Linked DNA regions of Mus musculus: all the other regions are linked to region 4. The links are chromatin contacts, called in public promoter capture Hi-C and targeted proximity ligation maps. All regions are on one chromosome and are shown on one strand. The core of a region is the stretch at or near the end of the contact, and the rest is flanking DNA. Distances in the headings are between cores, read along the strand shown.

Region 1 (3,546 bases), core at 700-3,199, 620 kb after region 4:
TCTCCAATTCTCAAGGGCTGTACTGTAAATCATCACTAAATCACATTACCAAGACATTCTGTGATATCTTGGAGCAATGCAACTGGAGATGACTCTTGAATGAGTGCTTATAGCTTGGATTTATTTTATAGTTTCCCTGAACTGCAACCAAATGACCAGATGTGCTCCCTCTAATCAGTCCATAACTCCTTGCATTCATGGCTGCCAACTCTGGGAGTTATCTAAGCACTGGATGGAACTCTGCTTGTATATTTGTACACACTTATCCAATGGGGCTTTCTCTCACGGAAGAGACGTGAGTTGGATATAAAATCTCAAACTCATACAGCAAGACCATTAATTACTTGCTTAGAAAAAAAATGAGCAAATCCTCCTTGGTAACTTCAAATTGCTTTTTCTAATTCTTAAAAAACAAAAACAAAACAAGAAAACTTAAACCTTATTCATGTATTAATATTCTGATTACTGAAAAAGACAACCACTATAAACAAAAAAAGTTATAATATTATCAAAGCTCTTTTCTTGTCTTTTAAAGGAATTGCCAGCTCGTGAAGTGACCAAGACAACACTCTAACACTCCTGAAGCAAGACATCAACACAGAGATCCGTGCCTGGGACTAAAGTAAAAACCAAAACCAAAACCAAAGCAAAACATGGAATTTTGCTTTACACGATGCCTATGATAAGGACCCATTGGATTAATCATAAATGTCCTACTCTGTCTTATACTATGCGATCTCTGTATTTGAGCAGACAATGTATTTCTTAGTCGATAGAAACCAGATACAGAGTAGAAAACTCTTGAGCAACACAAAGAAACCACATCATTGTTTAGCAACTATTAGATTCTCCTAAGAGTCACCAGTGTAATTTCTCAAAGAAAACTATGCATGCGCTCAGGTGGACACCATAAAACAAGTGCATGAGCCGTGGGAGCGTGAGTGGACAGCTGCTGCCATTCACCCTGGGGTTTCCCTAACATGTGCACAGTTCAGAAGCACTCCCAGAATCCATCCAAAATATCTCTATCGTGAATGGAATCAGAACCTTGGCTTGCAGGAGGAAAGTACAGAAATGTAAAGTCACTGACTGTCCATCAAAGCCAACGATCTGATGCCTTTGAAGAATGATAGGGTCACTTGAGGTCACTTGATCTCTGTTTCTGTCCAGTGGGCTCATAGTCATGGAGGAGAGTGAGCAGGCTTCATTTCAACATTTCAAATTTCTTTTACAAAGTTTTTTTTTTTTATTTTTTTATGACAGGGTGACTGGTGATCTCTGTGGGCAAAGGATGGTCCTTAATCATGCTGTTAAGGGTCAGTAAAAAGCCAGCAACATGCGGAATGTTAAGGGTTAAAGCAGTTACAGTGATTCTGACTTCTAAGTTACTCTTTGGGCAACACAGGCTGGTTAATCCTCACTACATACTTCAGTTCCTGGTTTCATTACTACAACACAAAGACACAATGTATAAGTACAATGTAGCTTCCATAAAAACATGACTCCTCTGCATATTTATGGGTGACTCGAAGCATCTTTTGATCTAGGCTACCTTTTGCAACAGTGTTGCTTAAAAATCGCAGCTAGTCAGAGACAGGCCCTTCCTTATCCAAGTCCTCAGCTAATGGCCCAAAAGACTAGCCAGACAGGGGCTGGCATCTTCTGAGGAATGTGCAAACCGTGCCTGCGTCTGTCCCATGACACTAGCCCAGTGTCTGGGCATTTGAGCAGTTGTTCTGAGGGCTTAGGATGTTTATCCCCATAAGCAGCTGAGCTGCCTCCTGTTTCGGGAGCAGAACAGAGGAATGCAGTGGAAGAGACCCAGGCCTCTGGCCACCCAGATTAGAGAGTTTTGTGCTGAGGTCCCTATATGGTTGTGTTAGAGTGAACGGCCAGCTTCAGCCCGTCTTTGCTCCTTGTTTGGGAAGCGAGTGGGAGGGGATCAGAGCAAGGGGCTATATAACCCTTCAGCGTTCAGCCTCCCGGGACACCACCCACCCAGAGTGGAGAAGCCCAGCCAGTCGCTGTCAGGGTAAGTAGCCCCAGCCCAGGGATATGACTTCGAGTTTTCCCAGGCTCTTTTATCATCCAATGTAGCCAGACATTGTCTGTGGGAATCTGAATGACTCACGTGTTTTGAATTTTTGAATAAAGATTTATACTGTTAAAATGATTGTAGCTTTTTAGCTTGCATGATTTTACATCCGAATAGGGCTGATTTACTGGAAACAACGCTTGATTTACTGGAAAAGGAAATGGATAGAAAATTAAAGTTTGTTCATGTGTGTCATCTGCAAAACCTGTTTACACTAAACCAACTGCTCTGATCCCGCAGCGTACTGTAGGGGTGGAGTCTAGCTGTATGTGGTAAATTATACGTTTGTTTCTACTTAGGCAAAAGTTGGAAACTTTTGGATGTATCATGATGTAGCATGAGGTATTTAGTGCAGCTGAGGTAACTGGAAGTGAATATCAGGAATGAACTGAGGTAGTTGCCTGCTCTCTGATGTTGGCTGAGTGGACGCATTGCTTCTGGGTTTCCGGGGCTCTAAGAGCTGGTGTCCTATGCTGGAAATGTGTATCTTGTGAGTGTGTTGGTGCCCTTACAAGTCAGACCTATGCCATTGGTCATTTGCAGCATAGCATAGCTTTTCTACTTTCTGCAAAGAAAGGAGGAAGTGTCTCATCCAGGGGAGATCTGATTTGCATTTCTCTGCCTCACGTGTCCCTCAGCCGCTTAAGTATCTGTGGAACCAGCCTTGCCACCCCACATTGTAACTCAGGGCTCGGTAGCTTCATCAGGGAATGGAGTTTTCTCGATAAGATTTTCCTCCTGTTTTGTGATTCATGACTAAATATGGTTTGCATTTGAGACTCATAAGCTGGGAAGGGTACTGTCCTTTCCTCCCCTCCCCCCTCCCCCCAACAATTCATTTTTGGCACCAGATGAGCTCCACTGGGCTGCACCAAACTCCCCGCCCCGGTGCAGTTCCAAAAGCAGAGGCTGGAGCCCAGTGTGTTTTACCTAATTAGGAAATGCTCCCCGCTTCAAACCGAGCTGCTCATTCAGGTTAGATAAGAGTTGCAAACCACAGCGGCTGCGTCCTCTGGAAACACACAGACTTCTTCTCCAGTGACAACGCTCCTTTCAGAGCTTAATAAGACAATTTTTTCCTGGATATTTTTGATGAAATAGAAATACATCTTTACGGAATTTGACAGTATTTTTTCCTGCATTTTTTTAAAAACCAGGTAGCTTATTTTTCTGAATATACTAAGGCACAACCTTAAGCCATCCTGCCCAACAAAAAGTTTATGTGGGTTATCCTTCCCCATTTTCAGAGGGTATCCTAATTCCAAGTGGCTTATCCCATTTGCAGCCCTGGTGCTAAGTATGGAAAACAGGCTTAGTGGACACACAGACTCTCTGCTGGTCCTTTGGTGGTTTCTGCCTCTGCCAGTCACCTGGCTTCTGTGCCTCCTTGTGGTTTGAAACTTTCTTCTGAGTCCTTATCATCCACTGGAAAGGAAGCTAAGTATAATTCA
Region 2 (3,413 bases), core at 908-3,407, 690 kb after region 4:
GTCTTTTCTTATTTTCTTCTCTAGATTGTTCTGTTTTTAAAAGCAGACCTGAGAAGAATCCTGAAAGTAAGGGTCTCAACCAACTGAAAGGAGAAAGCGTTCGATATTATTGACAATTACTCACAATTCTTTAACTTTTTACCAACCATTTCAGCAACCAACCCTAAAGACACCACTCAGCATACGTGCTGTGGCTGAGCACACCCACAGAGCACCAGGCCCCTCACTACTCTCTCCAAGCCACGCTACGTCTTAGAAATGGATAAAGGACTTAGAATCTGCCTCTATAGATGCATATTTTACTTAAGGAAACAAAAGAAAATTCTTCGTAAAATTCATAAGAAACAGCTGATGCACGCACTGCGGTTGAGATGTACTCAGCAGTGGGTTTCCATGAGCTACTGGTGAATGGAACAGACGACTTACATCCAGTTAATTTTCCTGGATAATCCCAAAACCATCCCCCACCTCGGAATAAAACGGCTCTGACCCAGAGGTTCTCAACCTGTGGGTCGCGACCCGTTTGTAGGTCTAATGACATTTTGACCTTTCCACAGGGGTCACCTAAGACCATCAGAAAACACTGATATTTGCACTACAATTCACAACAGTAGCACAATTACAACTATGAAGTAGCAACAAAAAAAATTTTATGGTTGGGGGTAGGGTCACAATAACATGAGGAACCACATTAAAGTGTCTCAGCATTAGGAAGGTTGAGAACCACTGGTCTAGCACGATCAGTCTACTGCTCAGACATTAATGTGTTTAAAATGAACACATATTTACAGTGGACTTAAACAATGCCCAGCAGAGTCTAGTTACAGAGTACATTTATAAAAATCAAATTAGCGTCTGTCAGAAATACAAAAAAACTGCCCATGGAAACGGGTCTGGAAACAAGTACTACTTACAAATTGAAACCGGAAGTCAAACATTCAAGTGTTAATTTTTGTCTGCTCTCAGGAGTCGGTATTGACCTTGACAGAAGCTCAGATTAACCTTATTTCTGGAGACACTTTTGAAACTCAAGACTTCGTTTAATTTTCGTGGCTAGCAGGATGTCTGGAAAGCAGCGTGCTCACTAGGGCTTACTAGTGACCAAACACTCGTTTCGGGAAGACAGACAGGCCCCTCCCCCTCACACAACCTAGAGATTTTTTTTTCCCCAATCCTCTAAATTAGATTCTGTTTCTTGAATTACTCCTTCATTTTTTTTTTCTTTTTCTTTTACATTTCAATTAACCACAGCACTTCGGACTCTAGACTGTCAGCAGTTATTTCGACGAGTTCTGGAAAATTATGTTTTAATAGCATTGCATCTTTTTGCGCATTTCCCTTGAGGCTTCCAGCGAGCAATCAAGTTATTCCAGTAAGAGAATATGTCTCACGAGGCTAAAGGGCATCAATGCAACATCTAGAAAGTCCTTTCCTCCCCTTACCCTCTAGTATGAAGGTGCTTTTACCAGTTTCTCGCCCCTCCCTCCTTGACATCCCGCGCAGCCGACGTGGAGCCCCACGCAAAACCAGTGAGGTGGGCTCTTGGAATCCTGACATCATCTGCAAGGATGCATTCCAAGTATGAACCAGAAAAGCACGCGCAGCCGGGTCCAGGTCACCGCCCCAGGGCCAAGAGACCAGGAACCACAGCCTCCGCCTTCCTGGGCGAGAAGAAGCTAACCCTAGAGCGGGATAGGGGCGCGTGGGGGCGGGGACCGCAGGGCGACAGGAAGCCACTCGTCATCACCACTCACCTCGGGGCCAGCGGGCACACGTGTGGGGCCACTCACCAGCAGTCGTGCGCGTCCGGAGCTTGTGTGGGATGACGACTGCGACGACTGTCCCTGCGCGGGCCGCGTGGCTCGGGCATCCGTGTGGCCTCTGCAGCCCGGGCGGCAGCGGCTGCTCCGCAAGGCACCGGCGCTTGGTGACGGTGGCACCAGGCTGTGAGTCGCTCCCAGGCTGGTCTAGTCCGGGCCTCTGGGTTCTCTTTGCTCTTGGTCGGTCGAGCTCTGATGCCTTCCGTGGCTTGGACTCTCTCTTCTGTCTGGCGGGACAGCCCCAGCTCCCTTGCAAAACAACGCACAGGCCAATGGCCTCTGAATCTCTGCCGCAGCAACGTAGGGAATGAAATTGTCACAGCGATGGTCCGCCCCCTCCCCCTTCCCCGGCCCCTGGGTGCGGCCTCCGCCTCTGCCTCCGCCCCCTCTGTAGCCACAGCTTCCCACGTGCTGCAAAAAAACCTCTGGGGTGGCGGGTCCCTGCGGAGGGCCTATGGCCAGATGGAAATGGCTGCTTGTGATTTAACCCCCGGTCTACCTGCATACTCGTTGCCCTAGGTTGGACCACCTGGACAGCCCAGTGAATTATCAACTTGGCCTAGAAGCTGGGAAAATGGCTGGGCGACTCCAAAAACTGCAGAGCACGCAAGCTGTCATGAAGCTGAATTTGCCAATGTAATGGTTTAGCTATAGGATTACAGCTTATGTAGGAATCCCATTTTGAGATTTAACCGTGACTAAGCGCTGCCGCCGTGAAACACTCCCCCTCTCCCCACCTTCTTGAACTAGGAAAATACAAACGGTTAGCTCCTTACCATTACTATAGTGTCACCATTATAATGCAGTGTCTTTAATATGGCCATAGACCTGAGCCAGACACAGTGCACGCAACGATTCATATTCACTACAGTCCCGTATACAAAAGCTGCATCTTATATGTTTTCCATGAGTAAGACAGAGACAAGTAAAATTATTTATCTGCGAGTTTTAAATCAGCTGCGTAGTAGTGGAAGGCATGCTGTTAGCGTGGAGAGTGTGGAGGAAGGGGAGAAAGGATGAAGGGAGCTGGAAGAATCCATTCTGATTTGACATCCGTGCTAGCAAGTTTTATAGAAACTTGACACAAGATAGAGCCATCTGAGAAGAGAGAACCTGATTTGAGAAAATGCCTTCACAATATGGGGGGCCTTAGGCAAGCCTGTAGGGCGTCTTCTTAATTAGTAATTAGTGTGGGAGGGTACCAGCACATTGTGGGTGGTGCCACTCCTCGACAGGTGATCCTAGGTGCTGTAAGAAAGCCGAGCAAGCCAAGGGGAGCAAGTCAGTAAGCAGCACTCTAGGGGGCCAGGGGGGGTTTCTCTTTCTCCCCCAACTCCCCGCGATGGCTTCTACATCAGGCCCTGCTTCCAGATTCTAATCCTGCTTGAGTTTCTGCCTTGACATCCTTCAAGAATGGACTGCACTGTGGTAGTGAAATAAGCCCTTTCCTCCCTAAGTTGATTTTTGTCTTGCTGCTTTGTCACAGTGATTGAAACTCTTAAGTAAGAAGACCTCAAAAGCTGCTTCTTCGAGGGAGCAGTACCAACTCGCCAACATTTTAAGAACACTGTCACTGTTGATGAGCTGGGGGTT
Region 3 (3,666 bases), core at 899-3,398, 660 kb after region 4:
AAGTCAAAAGACATCATCAGATTCAATGAAATATTCATCAAAAATCTGATGCACTTCTTCACAGAAATTGAAAGAAGCAATTTTAAAACTTCATACGAAAGCTCCAAGGACTCTGGGTAGCCTAAACAATCCTAAACAAGAGAACACTTCCGGGGGAGTCCCCATTCCTGATTTCAAGCTTTACTATAAGACTATAGTAGCAAAAACAGCATAAAAACAGACAACTTGATTGACTGGGAAAAAAATATACACTGGAGAAAAGAATATCTTTAACAGGAGAGTGCTTATCTGTGTACATGAGGAAGAAAGAATGAAACCTGACCCTTCTTTCTTGCCCTGCAAACAAATCAATTACAAGTGGATCAAAGATCCTAATAGTAGATAGGAAACTTCTAGAAGAAAGAAGGAGAGGCTTAAGTAAGAACTCTCAGGATAGCATCCTGGTTGCCCAGGAAAGAGGATCAACAGTCAACAAATGGGACTTTATACAATTAAAAAACTTCCCTACTGCAAAGGAATCTGTTAACTGACTGAAGAGGCAGTCTATGAAATTGCATTAGAAAAGAAACACACTTGCCAGCTATATACCTGACAGAGGATTAATGTCTCTACTATAAAAAAAGAAATAAACTAAACATCAATAAAACAATGCCATGTAATCACTCTGCTATGGAACTGAGCAGAGAGTTCTCAGGAGAAGGAAGTGCCTACCATCCTTAGCCATCAGGGAATTACAGATAAAACTACTCTGGTATTTCACTGTACTCTGGTCAGAATGGGTGAGATTTAAAACACAAAAGAAACCAAATGCTGGGAACGATGCAGGGAAAAGGGAAGCCTCCCGCACTGTTGGTCACAGTACAAACCGGTACAGATCAACTCTATGACCTAGACACATCACTTTGGGCATATACCCAAGCTACTCTCTTTCCTACTCCAGGGACACTGCTTGTTCATTGTTCTATTCACAATAGCTAGGATATAGAAAGAGCCTAGGTCCCACCAGTCAATGAGTGGATGATGAATAGAATTTTATCCATCTGGAAAAATAAATTATGAAAATTTCAGGTAAATGAACGAGACTGGGAAACATAACGAGTGACATAACCAAGACCCAGAAAGACAAATGTGGCATGTCCTCAGTCATACATGGATCCTCGCATCAAATCTTTAGATTTTTGTATTTAACTTGAGGTGCACGTAGAAGCTAGTAAACAAGAAAGGAGCCATAGATGGAAAGGGTAAAAAGAGATCTTAAGGCAGCAGAGGATAGTATGGCTCAGGGGGTATAAAGGGAGGAGAATAATGAGAGAGGAGAGAGGGTGGGGGAAGCAGGAGCAGCGAACAGGGTAAGGAGAGAAAACTAGCAAGAAGTTTGAAAGTTATCTTATCCAATGAATAATGCTTTTCCCAGAAGGCAGAAGTTGTCAGATAAATATCCCAGTGCCAAGTGTATCATACATTCTCTTAAGTTGTTGATTAGTGGTGTCCTGGAGACCTCCTAGATAACACAGGCTACTGCTAGGGTACTCCAGAGACTTCCTATACACTACAGGCTACTGCCATTGTTTGGGATGTCCTGGAGACGTCCTATACAACCCAGTCTATTGCTTTTGTTCTTGATTTCCCACTGGAACTTGATAGTGAGACCCTATTGCTGGAGACACTATATATTCTGTTCATAATACATGGGGAAAAAAAGTTCCTCCTTTCTGTGTAAGGTACTATTCAGGCTGCCGATGGAGAAAGGTCATCAACAGAGTTACCAGTTATGAACCCTGTGAGCTACAGTAATGATCAAGATGGCAAGACATGCCTGTGGGTACAAGAGTGTCATCAATGTTACGGACGTAACCAACTACTTTTCTCATTGAATTTAAGGTCTGCTCCACAAAGAAATGCAAACCTGGTAGTGGCCAAGAACCAATGGTTGGGAGTTCATAGGACTTACGATTATTATTTTGCTAAACAGAGCATCAATCTGCCCCTTAAATACCTATAGACTTGGGCAGCTCTTAGACCATAACAAAGACGTTTATTTGTGCAGTGGATGGCAGTTAATGCACAAAACTCCCAAGTGGGCAAAGTGCAGAGAGTAAGTGTCTATGGCGTGTCCTCCATGGTTCAGGAACCATAGTGGAAGAGGAGGCAGGAAGAGATAAGAGTCAGAGATCAAAGAAATGCAAAAGAGGGTCTACTGGTCATGACAGATGCACTCATGAACTCGCAGCAAGTCTGGCTGACTGCATGAGAGCTGTACAATATGAAAAAATTAACAGCTTTCATTTATCAGGTCGCCATGATAGGCTGAGGACATACATAAATGAGGGCCAAAGAGATTATGTAGTATACCTATATTCACTTTTAGGGACTTCTCTGGGCTACCAAGCAAATAGACATGATCCCAAAGTCCTGTTACAGAAGCCAACCATAACTTTCTCCTGAGAGGTTTCATTCAGCAGTGGATGGAAACAGATCCAGAGACCCATACATCAGGTGGAGCTTGGAGACTCGTGTGGAAGTGGGGATGGGTATAGGACTGAGTGAGCCAGGAGGAGCAGGTGAGCTACCTGTAGGTCACCACAGGTAGACCTACAGAGTCCACTAACATGGGCCCATGGGTGGAGGGTTGGGGGAGGGTCAGAGTCACTGAACCACCAAAGAGCATGCAGAGACCTAGGCTCCCCTACACATTTGTAGCAGATATGCACCTTGGTCTTCATATGGGTTCCCCAACAACAGGAGCAGGGACTGTTTTGGATTCTGTCACCTGCCATCAGATTCCCTTCCCCTAGCTGAACTGCCTGGTTGGGCCTTGATATCTCTGGGTGGGGTAGAACACAAGGGAGGCTCCCCCTTCTCTGCCGAGAAGAGGAGGGGAAAATGGAGGGAGGGATTTGTGAGGGTGTGACTGGGAGGAAAGAAGGGAGGGGAGGGCTGTGACCAGGAAGTAAAGTGAATAAATAAACATATTAATGGGGGGAAAAGTCCTGATTCTTCCTCTCCAACACACTGTTCTTCTGGGATACGGGTAGGAAAGCTGTCAGTTCTGACAGGCTGTAGCGGAAAAGTGAGAAACACAAGCAGCTTAAGAACACAGACACACAAGGACCGTGCCCAAGCAACAGCTCAGTGCTGAACATGGAGGACTTTTCTCAGTTGTTACCACACACGGCAAGCGTCCAACTTTTATCTGTAAAGGAGCTCAAACGCGATGATACCCTCTGAAATCGCCTCTGGTATTTTTTCCAGAGGATCTATGCTCCTAGAATCTAGCCTCACAGGTTAACATTTCCCACTTTTGTGAGCAAAACTGTAAAACTCTATTTTTAAACCTTGCAAAGATGGCTCTCGTAGTCACGTCCTCGAAGGACAGGGCCACACAGAAGGCTACAAACCTACAAGTGCTCTGTGTCTTAAAAGTAGTAGTGAGACTTTCTACAGCCTGCCCCACTCTTCTTTAGGAGCTTTTCAACCATATACAACGTGTGGCTTGGCATGACTTACCAGTGAATTCACAGTGAATGGCTGCTCCATGCTGTCCTGTCTGCAAAGGCAAGGTGCTCACTCCTTCTCAGTCACTTCATCTGTTTGAAAGACACAGAGCAAAGACGAGGTCACTCTAGGAGAACATAAGTCTCGATTTCCAAGGTCCAAGCTCAAAGG
Region 4 (3,462 bases), core at 784-3,283:
GCTCTCCTGGAGCACATGATGGCTCATGTTCACCACCCACACATACCCGTGAATAAACCTGTGGGATGTCACCTGGCTTGTGCTTGAAAGGGAAGTAGGTGAGAGACTTTCTGTACCAGGACTTCTGCCCTGACTGGGTCTGAGCCACTTGGCTCAGGCCTCCCTCACCACGCCTGTGAAATCAAGCTGGAGGAGGTGTCCTTGAAGTCACTACAGTGCCAATCTACTCGGCTCAGATCTGTGAGAATTTGCTTATTGAGACGTGGCAATGGAAGCTTTTTTTAGTAAATTTACCACATGAAGTGAGAAGCCCTAAGATCACAGTCCCTTGTTTAGTTTCAAGTGAGCATCCAGAGCTTCCTCAGAATACAATGCTGGTGAGCCTTAACAGAGTATGCAAGGCACACTTAACTGCTTATCGGAGCAGTGGGGAGACACAGGGACCAAGTGGAATGTGACTGCACATTTATATTATTCCACTTCATCTTTGATGTCCCATTACTATGATCATGAAGATATAAGGGAACACATGCATTTTACTTTAACAGTACTAGGGACTGAACCTAGAGCCTTATGCTAGCCAAATGCTAGACATCTCCAGCATCTCTCCAGCATTTTTTTTTTTTTTTTTTTGAGACAGGGTTTCATTACGTAACGAAAACTGACTTGAACTAAGTAGTTAAGGCAGGACTTCAATTTGAGGTCTTCCTCCTCAGGAGGTTTAGCCTCCCGAGTAGTTGGGATGCAGGGCTGTGTTACTAGGTAGGCTATGTGTATTTTGTAGCCAGAAGAAGGAGGTATAAAGGGTTATAGGAATAGGGAGAGATTATAAGCCTGAAGGAGCAAGTTGTACAGAACTGGACAAAAATCAGATGGGCTGAGGCTGGATTACCTAAGGCAATTTCTCAAATCATATAAGCCCAAGGAAGCAGGGAAACAGGGATTAAGTTCTAGTTTTGGTCTTAGTCTCAGTTATGTCTCTGTGCCTTGGTTTCCTGATTTGAAATGACAGGTGGATGAAACAGAGTGGCCTCATTGATTCTGAACCTGTTGATTTTGGGAAGGGCTCTGCCAGAAGAAATCCTCAAACCAAATGTAAACCCCGGGCACAGCTAATGCCAGTTTTGGACCCATGGAGGATTTAGTTCAAGGGGTGGGTAGGCTAATCACAGGTCACTTTTGCTAGGATTAAGGTAGAGGGAAGTTCAAGTTGTTGAAGCTGGCCTTTGGAGACTTCGGTTCTCACCTCTTTAATACAGATGTTTTCAGAGGGTCAAAGAGCTTAGTTTGAGCTTGGTGATGTGCAAATTCAGTGAGGGGCCTGGCCTCTGCCCGCTGTATTCATAGTCATTGGAAACAATAGCCTGCCGTTATGTTCTCTCTATTCCTTCGTAGGGACAGAATCCCATGATAAGAAGTGTCTGACTGTTATATCCCCAGCCTGACTTTAATGTCTACATTAGACTCTTGTGGGCATTTATTATGTGCAAAGGTTATATTAGGTACTTTTGTGACACACAAGAGTCCCCTTTGGACAGACACAAAAGCTAAGGCCTCAAGAAGTCCCCAATACCCAAATGTGTCCCGCTTGCTGGGCACTGCCTATAACAGGTGTGTTAAGTACTGACTTTGTCTTTTGCTCAGTGTCAGTGGGAATCGGAACTGGGAACTGGGGGCTAACTCTGAGGGCTATCATGGTGCTGGTTCCCCTTCTCATAACCAAGGCAACTTTTTATTTCATAAATAACAGAACAGGGCATTGTCCCCTGCCGGTCTTTTCTGGGTGAGGAATGCGCTTTTTATAGCTTGGGATCGGTTCTGTTTACTTGGTTTCTTCTAGCACCGGTTATTCCTGCCTAGTTTTGTCCTTCACTGTCCTTTCTCTCTCTTCCTAGGTTTCCTCTCTGCAAACGACAACTCGAGAACACATGCTGTTTGTGTGAGTGTGCCAACCAAGGAATTTCACTCCCCTCCTTCTCCAAGGCTGCCTACCTCTCTATAAATAATTGTTCTCTTCCCTCCCTTCAGACCTGGGAGTAGTTTGGTCACATTAACGCACGCGCGCCTGCTCACACACTTTCGTGGGGCGGGGATGTAGCATGGGTGACCTTGTGAAGGTACTAGCCCACTGGGGATAGGATTAGCAAACCTGAAACCTCTGCAAATATCTGGCTTCCTCCGGCATTCCTCCCGAGGCTTCTGGCTGTCTCGTGCCTACCTCACCCAGTACCCTTTAGGCTCGCTCCGCCACACAAAGCCCCATCCGCCTATCTCCTCTTCGCAAACCCCGAGAACTTCATTCCGCACGTTGAAACTCGTCGGTGGCGGTGGCGGGTAGGACTGGGCATGCTCAGTGGCGGGGACAGGTCTGGGAGGCGAGGAAGCCGCATTTGAAGTGGCTCGGCCTTGGGATGAGGGGGAGGCGGGCTCCCCGGCCGGGGTCCACCGAGGTTCCCGCAGCTGCGCGCGATGCCGACACGCTGCGGGCGAGAGCAGCAAGCCCGGTGCGCGGGGCCCAGCTCGCCGAAGACGTGGGGACGCCGACGGGAGGAGGGGAGGAGCGCCGGGGCCACCAGCTCCCGACCGCGGCGCCGAGGCTGCGGGAGAGCAAGCCCCAGGGTGGATCGGAAGATCGGGGAACGGCCGACCGTGACCTCCAGCGAGGCTGCCAGAGCCGGAGCCCGCGCACCGCTCCGCCGGTCCCGGGCATGGGCGACCGCGGCGCGCAACACGAGCGCGCGGCCCTGCAGTCCCCGGGGGCCCCCGAGGGCGCCGCGGCCGCCGTGAACGGGCTGCTGCACAACGGCTTCCACCCGTCGGCCGCCAGCAGCCGCGACCCGCCGGCCCCACGCTTCCAGCTCCCGTCCGAGCTGCAGCCGCAGCCGCTGTTCGCCCAGCATGATTCTCCGGCCAAGAAATGCCGGCTGCGGAGGAGGATGGACTCCGGGAGGAAGAACAGGCCGCGTAAGTCCTGCCGGCAGGGAAGCGCCGGTGCCCGCGGTCGAGGGGGGCGACAGAGTGCCGCTCTGGACTGCGTCCTCCCTAGAGGCGTCGGGCGTCCAAGGTGGCGGCCCGCGGTGGCGCCTGTCTAGTCCGATCCGCCTACTGGGTCGGTCAGACACTAGCTGGAGCTGCTCCCTCGGTCACCGTAGCGGCTGGGAGAACGCACTGCCCGCTGTTATTGGTGGCCGTGGGGCAAACAACCCGACTGATCTTGGGTCTGGGACTAGGAGGAGGGCGGGCTGGCACAGCCCGGGGCTCACTGCTCCCTTCTCCGAGCACATCTTTTGGGGCGTGCATCTCAGGCTACCAGTTTGCCCTTTGAATCGCAGAGTAACCGCCAGTATCTAGGGCCCATTGGCAAGCTTAAGGAGGCGTGGAGTTTGACAATCCCCCAAATCACAGCCTATTAAACAGTGTTTCCACACAGCCAGTGAGACGGCTGGTGTAGAGGGAAACACC
Region 5 (3,390 bases), core at 587-3,086, 590 kb after region 4:
ACCTGCAGGCTGTCCCTTCTAGGGGAAGAACAATATGGATCTAGGGTAGGGATGGAGGTCAGTAAATCAGGTTGTGGAAAAGAATCGCTAGGAAAAAAAAACCCTTCAAGATGACATGTTTGTACATGCCCTGCCAAGCAAACAGTCTCTGCACCATGTTGTCAGATTATCTGGTTTGCTTGTATTAAGGATTTGACTAAATGTGCCTCCTCTGATCCATTGGAAAGTCATTTCCCTTACCTCTGGCAGATGGGACATAGGAGACTACCTGTAGTGCCTATTAACCAGCACATCAAAGCACATACTTGGACCACAAGTGCCTGTTGCACATTTCAAAGTGCATGCTAGCATCCTAGTCCTGCTCACTGCCACCCCTACTCAAGCTCCCTCCAGCTCCTGGGCTTCCCATCCACTAGCGACTCATTTAACCTAAAAACCTGCTCTGCTCTTCTCACTCTGTTCTCTCACCTCGGCGCCTGCTTCTCTCGCTCGGTTTTCTCTATTCTCTAGCCTCTGCTCCATCTCTCTCTCTCTCTCTCTCTCTCTCTCTCTCTCTCTCTCTCTCTCTCTCTCTCTCTCTCAGATAGCCCTGGTCGAGTCTGCTGGCCATGTTCAGTTTACTTCTTTCTCTCTATGTTCTGGGCTCTTCCAGATGCCTCTGGCCATTTTCTCTTTTATATCCACAATAAAAACCTTTCTCTTAACCATACCATGGGGCAGTAGTGTGTGTGTGTGTGTGTGTGTGTGTGTGTGTGTGTGTATGTACATGCCCCTTGGAGTTAGATCTCAACTGAAGCCCGGCACTGTCATTTGCTAGCTGTGTGACCTCTGTTAAATGCTTAAGCTCTCGGAACCTCTTTTAACCTTGTAAAAGTAAGGAGAGGTTGTCTTCCTCCCTTCTACCACTGCTGTGAAAACCGATTTGAGATCCTTGTGCCCGGCAAATTTTTAGGGACCTGATAAAGCAATCTTTCTAAATTCAGAACTGGATTGAACCTCGGAGGGTCGAATCCCTCGGACTGGCATTTATTAACAGGCATTTCTGAAGAGACCGAATGCTGGAGAGTTCTTACTTCTGTGCCTGCAGCAGACAAGGAGGAGCTGGGACTCAGAGCCCTAGGGTTACTGGGACAAATCTGCTGTGAGAGTGCCAGCAGAAAGAGGGTAACAGAAGAAACAGTACAAACAATATAAAAATATCCACCAGTTCAGCCATCCACAATTTGACAGCTCAATTCCCGGAAGGGAAGGTTTTTTTTGTTTCCCGTGTTGTTACAGGAGAGTAAACAAATCTTCGCAGACAAAGTTACTTTGAGAAATTTTATGATCTAATGCTTGGCTTGTAAATACAGCCCAGAGTAACTCACTTCCCGGTTGAGCGAACTGTCAGAAGTGTCAAATGCCAGGGAGCCTCGGAGCGAACTTTTCTAGTGCCCTAAAGTGGCACTAGAAAAGTGTCTGGGCAAGTCTATAAGCCAGAGTCCCTCTCCAGCCATACTAAAGCGATCGATCCAAGAGCTGGCCAGCACCAAGCTCTGACCGTCGCCCCCGCCCCCCGCCCCGACCCAAACTTTTTCCAGAAAAACGCTGGACTTGGGCTTCAGCCCTGAGCACTTAGCCAAGAGCGAAAGCAGCTCCCCTGCGTTTCTAAACATCTGGACCGGTGGCACCCAATGCCAGCCACATCTGGAATCTCATGTGGTGGTCCCCAGTATGCAGCGTCCCACATCCCAGGCGTCCCAAAGCTTACCAGAGGCAGGACAGCCCAGATCCACAGCATGTCTGCAGCAAGGGAAAACAGCGGGCGGCCTGTGTGGGCAGCCTGCGGCCCCACCCACCAGCTCTAGACTGCCTGTGGGTATGTACTTTGCCTAGGCCCGCCCCCTGGCACGCACAAACCGCTTCGCTCCTATTCAGGTCTTCCCAGAAATCGCTTTGAACACGTGTATGTCACTTTTTTTCTTTTGAGGGACCAAACACAATCTTCGTAAAGCCCCAAGGGTTGCGAGAAAGTTCTGCTGGTCTCCCGGGGAAACCCACTGACTCACCACTGCACAGGCGGCCTGAGCGGGGTGGGGGTGGGGGGCGGGGGAGGAGGGGGCCCAAGCAGGGCTTGATTGCATAAATGGGCATTCCCCATCCTGGGCGCTTCCACAGTCACACCCTCAGGTCAAGTGAGATTTTTTTTTCTGCCTGCTGCTCACCCTGGAAGGAATTCTGAACTCTGTATTGAATTGGACTTTGGCTGATTGCTGGAGACAAAGACCATTTTGCCTTCACTTTCAATATTTTGTCAGTGACAGGTCTGCTGGGGCTTCTGGGGCCTCTGAATGGTAATTACCACAGAGGAGGTACACACCCTAGGATTCTGATGAGGGAGGTCCCTCCACAGAGCTCATATATGATACATGAAGTGACAATCACCACAGCAGAGGTAGAGATAATAGGCTTTGGGATCCTGATGAGGGGAATGTCCCTGGCTTCGTTTCCCAAATGGAGAATGAAGGTAAATGACTATGACAAATAACACAGCAGTTAACTCAGGGACCAAGCCAGAATCTTTAGAACCACGGGGGTTAGATATAGAGTAAGGGACTAGGGGAGGGGACAGAAAGATCTTATTAAGGAAGAGGAATAAAATAGGTAGTTATGATGGGAAGATCAAGTGGGGGAGGGGAAAGGAAGACGATGAATGGGAATACAGGGAGAGACAGCTAAAATTAAAGGGCATTTGAGAGGTATGGAAACCTAGCAGAGTCTTCCTAAAGTATAAGCATACATGAAGGTGATCTATAGCCAAATAATGGGGGGAGACAGAGCCACAAGTGAACATCTCTTGTCATCAAATGAAGTTTTCCTTTCCTGGATGGGGTTGCATCTAATTGAATCGTTGGCCAAAAAGAGTTGCATGGGAGTCCCCAAACAATGCAGCCTGTTGCCAAGACTATAGATTGCTCCCCACAAACTGAGACCCACACAACTCATTGAATATAGAGAAGTTGAGAGCAAGAAGAAAGTGCCTACATAGAGCCTTCATCCCTACATGCCAACATCTTTGGTACTGGAAGATATTCTGCATGCTACTAAAGGAGAAAGGTAAACCTCACCTCTACCCCAAAGCCTTTGATCTATGATGGTGTCCTGCTAGAGAGATGAGCTAGTGCATATAGTGGCACAAAGTTTGTGGGAGCAACCCATCAATACTGGATTTGACTTTAGCCCCACTCCACAAGATAGAACATAAACCTGACGCTACCCAAGAACCTGAGACTAGATAGCCCAGGGACCTAGGGAAAAAAACAAATATGTATGTTATAAAAACAAACAAACAACACATACATTATAATAAAATAACTCCTAATACGGAGATCCACAGCCAAATATTATTCA
Region 6 (3,591 bases), core at 165-2,664, 710 kb after region 4:
GGAGTAATCTTAATTATTAATATCCTCAGATCACACATGATATGTCACATATATGATATGTGTATATGTAGTTTACAGAATGACTATGGATAGTTTAAAAGGCTGTTCAATGAGTTAGAAGTTTGAAAACTGCCATCAGATAGTCTATACAGGAAGACCCTGTGGTGGTGGTAGATATAGGCTATAGGGTTGGAGTAGAGCTTCAGAGATGAGACATGGGACCTAGGCCACAGAGTCGGGAGAGCAAAAGGTAGGAGTAGGCCCACACTAATGATAGGGAGATGAGTGGATAGAAATTTGCTGTTGTCTGCATCAATAATAAGGAGTGAGCTAAGGTGATGTCCTGGGGACAATCAAGAGTTCTGTTTCCATTGGTCTCTTCATAAACAGGGCAGGAGGTCAGATGGATGCTCTTTGAGGCATCACCATCCATCCAGGTGAGAGTGTAGCATCCATTCCTCAGTTTGGAGTGTCTGCTAAGTCCCCAACCTACTCCTCCGATCATGATCATAATATGCCCATGTGTTTCTGCGATCCCAGTTCACAGCGACCAATGTGCCTTTCCTCCTTTAAGGAGTAAACTACTTTTCAGTTAGGGCCTCTCAGGTCATGTCAGACAGCTGCTGTTGCTCCTGTGTCCAGCAAGATGAACAGTCATCCGCCATTCTCACAATGGAGTCAAATGTTGCTTGTAAACTGAAATCTGTCAGGGCAAGGCACGGTCTGAATAAAACAAGTGTCACACAACACAAAAGAACTTTGAGCAGGGTTTCAGCTGTTCCCTACAGCACCACGATAAGAGATTATAGTAGCGATGACTGCAGGCACAGAAGGTGCTAGTGGCAGCGGAGGAGGCTGAGTCACAGGTACCACAACAGATATAGCAGGAGTCAGGCCTGGTGCTCCACAGCACCTCAGAGTGATCTACTTTGCATCTTTTTTACTTATAAAAAAAGTATGAGAGAGGACTTTGAAGGTTCTCAGAAGAATGACATTAAAACATATAGAAATGCTAATTACTCTCACTTGACCATTATATATAATACTTTTTGAATTATCATATAATACTGAATACATGTGTATAATTACCACACATCAATTAAAATAATTAAAAAAACTATTAAGTTAAGTTTAATTTATTAACTTACAGGGCCCTTTAAGTGTCTGGGGGAAAGGTGTAACTTGCTAGCCATGACTTTAAGGATTATTTACCTAACTAGATCCCGTGACTCTCACTAATGAGTTGGCTGACTATGATGGCCACTGAATGCTGGATTTCAATTCAGAAATTGCGTAAGTACAGAGTCCTGTTTTGAACTCTTCCTGCTGGCCTAAGAAGTTCCTCCTCCCAGCACCCCACCTGTGCTTCCTTTTTTACTGCCGCCTCCACTGGCAGAGGTACATGACTCAGAAACCGGTTCCCCTGGCTGTAACAGTGATACAGCTGGGATCATTACCTGTAAGCCAATGCCTTCTCTTCATAGCCTGTCTCTCTACAAGGTGTGTTGCTGTCACAGACTGCTGAAAAGGCATTCCCAGGTGTGGAAAGAGAGGGCTCGCCACCAGCTTGGACTTCCAGGGACCTTATTTTCCTGGAAGAAATTTAATATTAATTAGAAACGCCTCTAGAAGATTCACTACTGCATTGTAGAGAGGGTGCGAATCCAGGAAGGACCGGGATGGGAATCCTATATTCTGAGGTAAGTCATAATTCTGAACATAGGAGTCCGAAGGGGCTAAAAATTTCTTTTGTTTTTCCACGATTAATTGTCTATCCCTGTTATCATGACTTATTTTCAATTCTATTTAGTGTTCCTTGTGAGTATTAAGTCAGGAAAGATCTCTTGTGATCCTAAGATATTTAGGGTTTATTTTTTGTTTTGCTTTGTTTGTTTTGGTATCTTAACACAAGTTAGACTGAAATAATAAGTTTTAGCTAGACTCAAGTTGAGAGTGATGGGATACATATTTTCTGACATCCTAATTGCAGAGGTGATACCGAAAAACGGGGCTGTAGCTATATTGTGTCTCAGTGAAATACACGAGGGCAAGAGAAACTCATACCTAATTGGATTTTCTAAAAAGCCAAATGATTGGCAAGCTTTTCATGGAACCCATGACTACAACAACACCTTGAAGCTTATTATGTGGAAGGAAGTTCACCTTTGGCAATTATTAATATAGGTTATCACCGTATAGACACAATGACAGGAAGTACCGCTTTGATATCTGGACTATTTCCTCTTGATAGCTGTCAGGACATTTTTCTACATTGAACATAGCTTACTACAATCAAATACATTTTCAATGTTTCAAAGGGTGATGTTTGAATAAGAGTATCAGAGGCACAGTAATGTTGTTGTGGTAGTGGTTCTTCTTCTTCTTCTTCTTCTTCTTCTTCTTCTTCTTCTTCTTCTTCTTCTTCTTCTTCTCCTTCTTCTCCTTCTCCTTCTCCTTCTCCTTCTCCTTCTCCTTCTCCTTCTCCTTCTCCTTCTTCTTCTTCTTCTTCTTCTTCTCCTCTCATTATTATTATTATCATTATTATTATTCATAACTTACTCCTTGTCTGACATAATTAACTTGCTAATCAGCATTCCATTCTCTAAGCTCAAGGGAGCCTCATTGATTTGGATCTGCTAGCATGAAAGGTGGTTGTTTGGTGCCTGCTTCCAATGAACATGTGCAAGCATGAATTTGCGACTGTGTGCACTTAAGTGTGTGAGTGCCTTTACTAAAGGCATTGTCTGCTTATTTCACCGTCCTGGGAATATCTTGCTCTGTGATTTTGATCTCACCAAGAAGTCACGTACATATGAGGATGTTAAAAGATATAATGTGAATTAACATTCTACTCTGGTAAATTTTCTAAGTGTCAGGGAGAGAAAATCATTCATAGTGAATTCTCTAGGACACTCACTCCAGAGTTCTGACTCACCTCATGTAGGGTCCACAAAACTAGTTTTGACAAGAATTCCAGCCATAACCTGTTCACCACCATCCTGAAAGTCAGAACTCCTGCTCAGGGTGGCTTTCTTTTTAGACTTTTATGTGCATGGAGATGAGCCCAATCTTGTTTAAGTGTAGATTAAAATCATGCATTGTGGCCCCCTAATTCTCTGTATATGTGGATGGTCCCTTAAACAGTACTATGGTTAGCCTAGGTTGTGGGGACAGCTGCAGTTTTTTGTGACTACCAGAGAACCGAGCAGTGCAATTACATGTCAGTTTGGTGTTGATTTGTCAAGCAAGGCAAGTTTAGGCCAGGTTAGGCACGTTTAAGTACTTCCAAGAAGAGCTGATAATTGCTCCCAAAGTGACATCAATATTTAACTTTTCAGCTATGTCAATGACAAAATAAGTTGGAGGTTTTTTTTTTTTTTTTTTTTTTTTAATTCTGTTGCATTGTTTTTTAAACGAAAGATTCATTTAGTTCACTACAAGGGACCTAGGACTGGGGCACAACATATAGTAACATGAACGTTTCTATAAAATCTTAAAAGTACACCCCTATACACACACCACTAAAGGATCCCATAGGTAATTCTTCAAAGCTCAAGGTTAGTATTGATCACAAACAGTGTGTGATAGGTT

What was found. Promoter capture Hi-C pulls out the DNA fragments that hold promoters and counts their contacts.
Region 1: a targeted proximity ligation map of bone marrow-derived macrophages shows a contact between it and region 4, with 6 times the contacts expected there. A contact is called at or near these places in 10 of 39 promoter capture datasets (the 3T3-L1 cell line, the C10 cell line, cranial neural crest and 6 more), 3 of 130 datasets of targeted methods (bone marrow-derived macrophages, forebrain and large pre-B cells) and 2 of 9 other capture datasets (adipose tissue and liver).
Region 2: a contact with region 4 is called in a promoter capture Hi-C map of pre-B cells. A contact is called at or near these places in 6 of 39 promoter capture datasets (the C10 cell line, cranial neural crest, hippocampal neurons and 3 more), 3 of 484 Hi-C or Micro-C datasets (B cells and embryonic stem cells), 2 of 130 datasets of targeted methods (bone marrow-derived macrophages and pancreatic cancer cells) and 1 of 9 other capture datasets (adipose tissue).
Region 3: a contact with region 4 is called in a promoter capture Hi-C map of pre-B cells. A contact is called at or near these places in 2 of 39 promoter capture datasets (cranial neural crest and pre-B cells), 1 of 484 Hi-C or Micro-C datasets (embryonic stem cells) and 4 of 130 datasets of targeted methods (embryonic hindbrain, embryonic stem cells, forebrain and 1 more).
Region 5: a promoter capture Hi-C map of liver shows a contact between it and region 4, with 3 times the contacts expected there. A contact is called at or near these places in 6 of 39 promoter capture datasets (the 3T3-L1 cell line, 3T3-L1-derived adipocytes, the C10 cell line and 2 more) and 3 of 130 datasets of targeted methods (bone marrow-derived macrophages, embryonic forebrain and large pre-B cells).
Region 6: a promoter capture Hi-C map of pre-B cells shows a contact between it and region 4, with 2.6 times the contacts expected there. A contact is called at or near these places in 7 of 39 promoter capture datasets (the 3T3-L1 cell line, the C10 cell line, cranial neural crest and 2 more), 1 of 130 datasets of targeted methods (bone marrow-derived macrophages) and 2 of 9 other capture datasets (adipose tissue and liver).

What each region holds. Positions count from the first base shown.
Region 1 is chr19:34,253,776-34,257,321 of GRCm38.p6, reverse strand. Acta2 (actin, alpha 2, smooth muscle, aorta) reads left to right here and starts at 1,949. Exons shown (of 9, transcript NM_007392.3): 1 at 1,949-2,032. Gm31355 (a long non-coding RNA gene) reads left to right here. Exons shown (of 4, transcript XR_386664.1): 4 at 536-686.
Region 2 is chr19:34,190,973-34,194,385 of GRCm38.p6, reverse strand. Stambpl1 (STAM binding protein like 1) reads right to left here and starts at 2,157. Exons shown (of 11, transcript NM_029682.5): 1 at 1,755-2,157.
Region 3 is chr19:34,220,108-34,223,773 of GRCm38.p6, reverse strand. It overlaps Stambpl1 (STAM binding protein like 1), which reads right to left. Exons shown (of 11, transcript NM_029682.5): 2 at 3,508-3,587. The coding sequence starts at 3,537. Among named protein-coding and RNA genes, the nearest start is that of Stambpl1, 30 kb to the right of the region's middle.
Region 4 is chr19:34,878,026-34,881,487 of GRCm38.p6, reverse strand. Pank1 (pantothenate kinase 1) reads left to right here and starts at 2,033. Exons shown (of 7, transcript NM_001114339.2): 1 at 2,033-2,964. The coding sequence starts at 2,412.
Region 5 is chr19:34,289,105-34,292,494 of GRCm38.p6, reverse strand. Fas (Fas (TNF receptor superfamily member 6)) reads right to left here and starts at 1,836. Exons shown (of 9, transcript NM_007987.2): 1 at 1,751-1,836. The coding sequence starts at 1,780.
Region 6 is chr19:34,163,864-34,167,454 of GRCm38.p6, reverse strand. It overlaps Ankrd22 (ankyrin repeat domain 22), which reads left to right and starts at 1,414. Exons shown (of 6, transcript NM_024204.6): 1 at 1,414-1,700. The coding sequence starts at 1,680.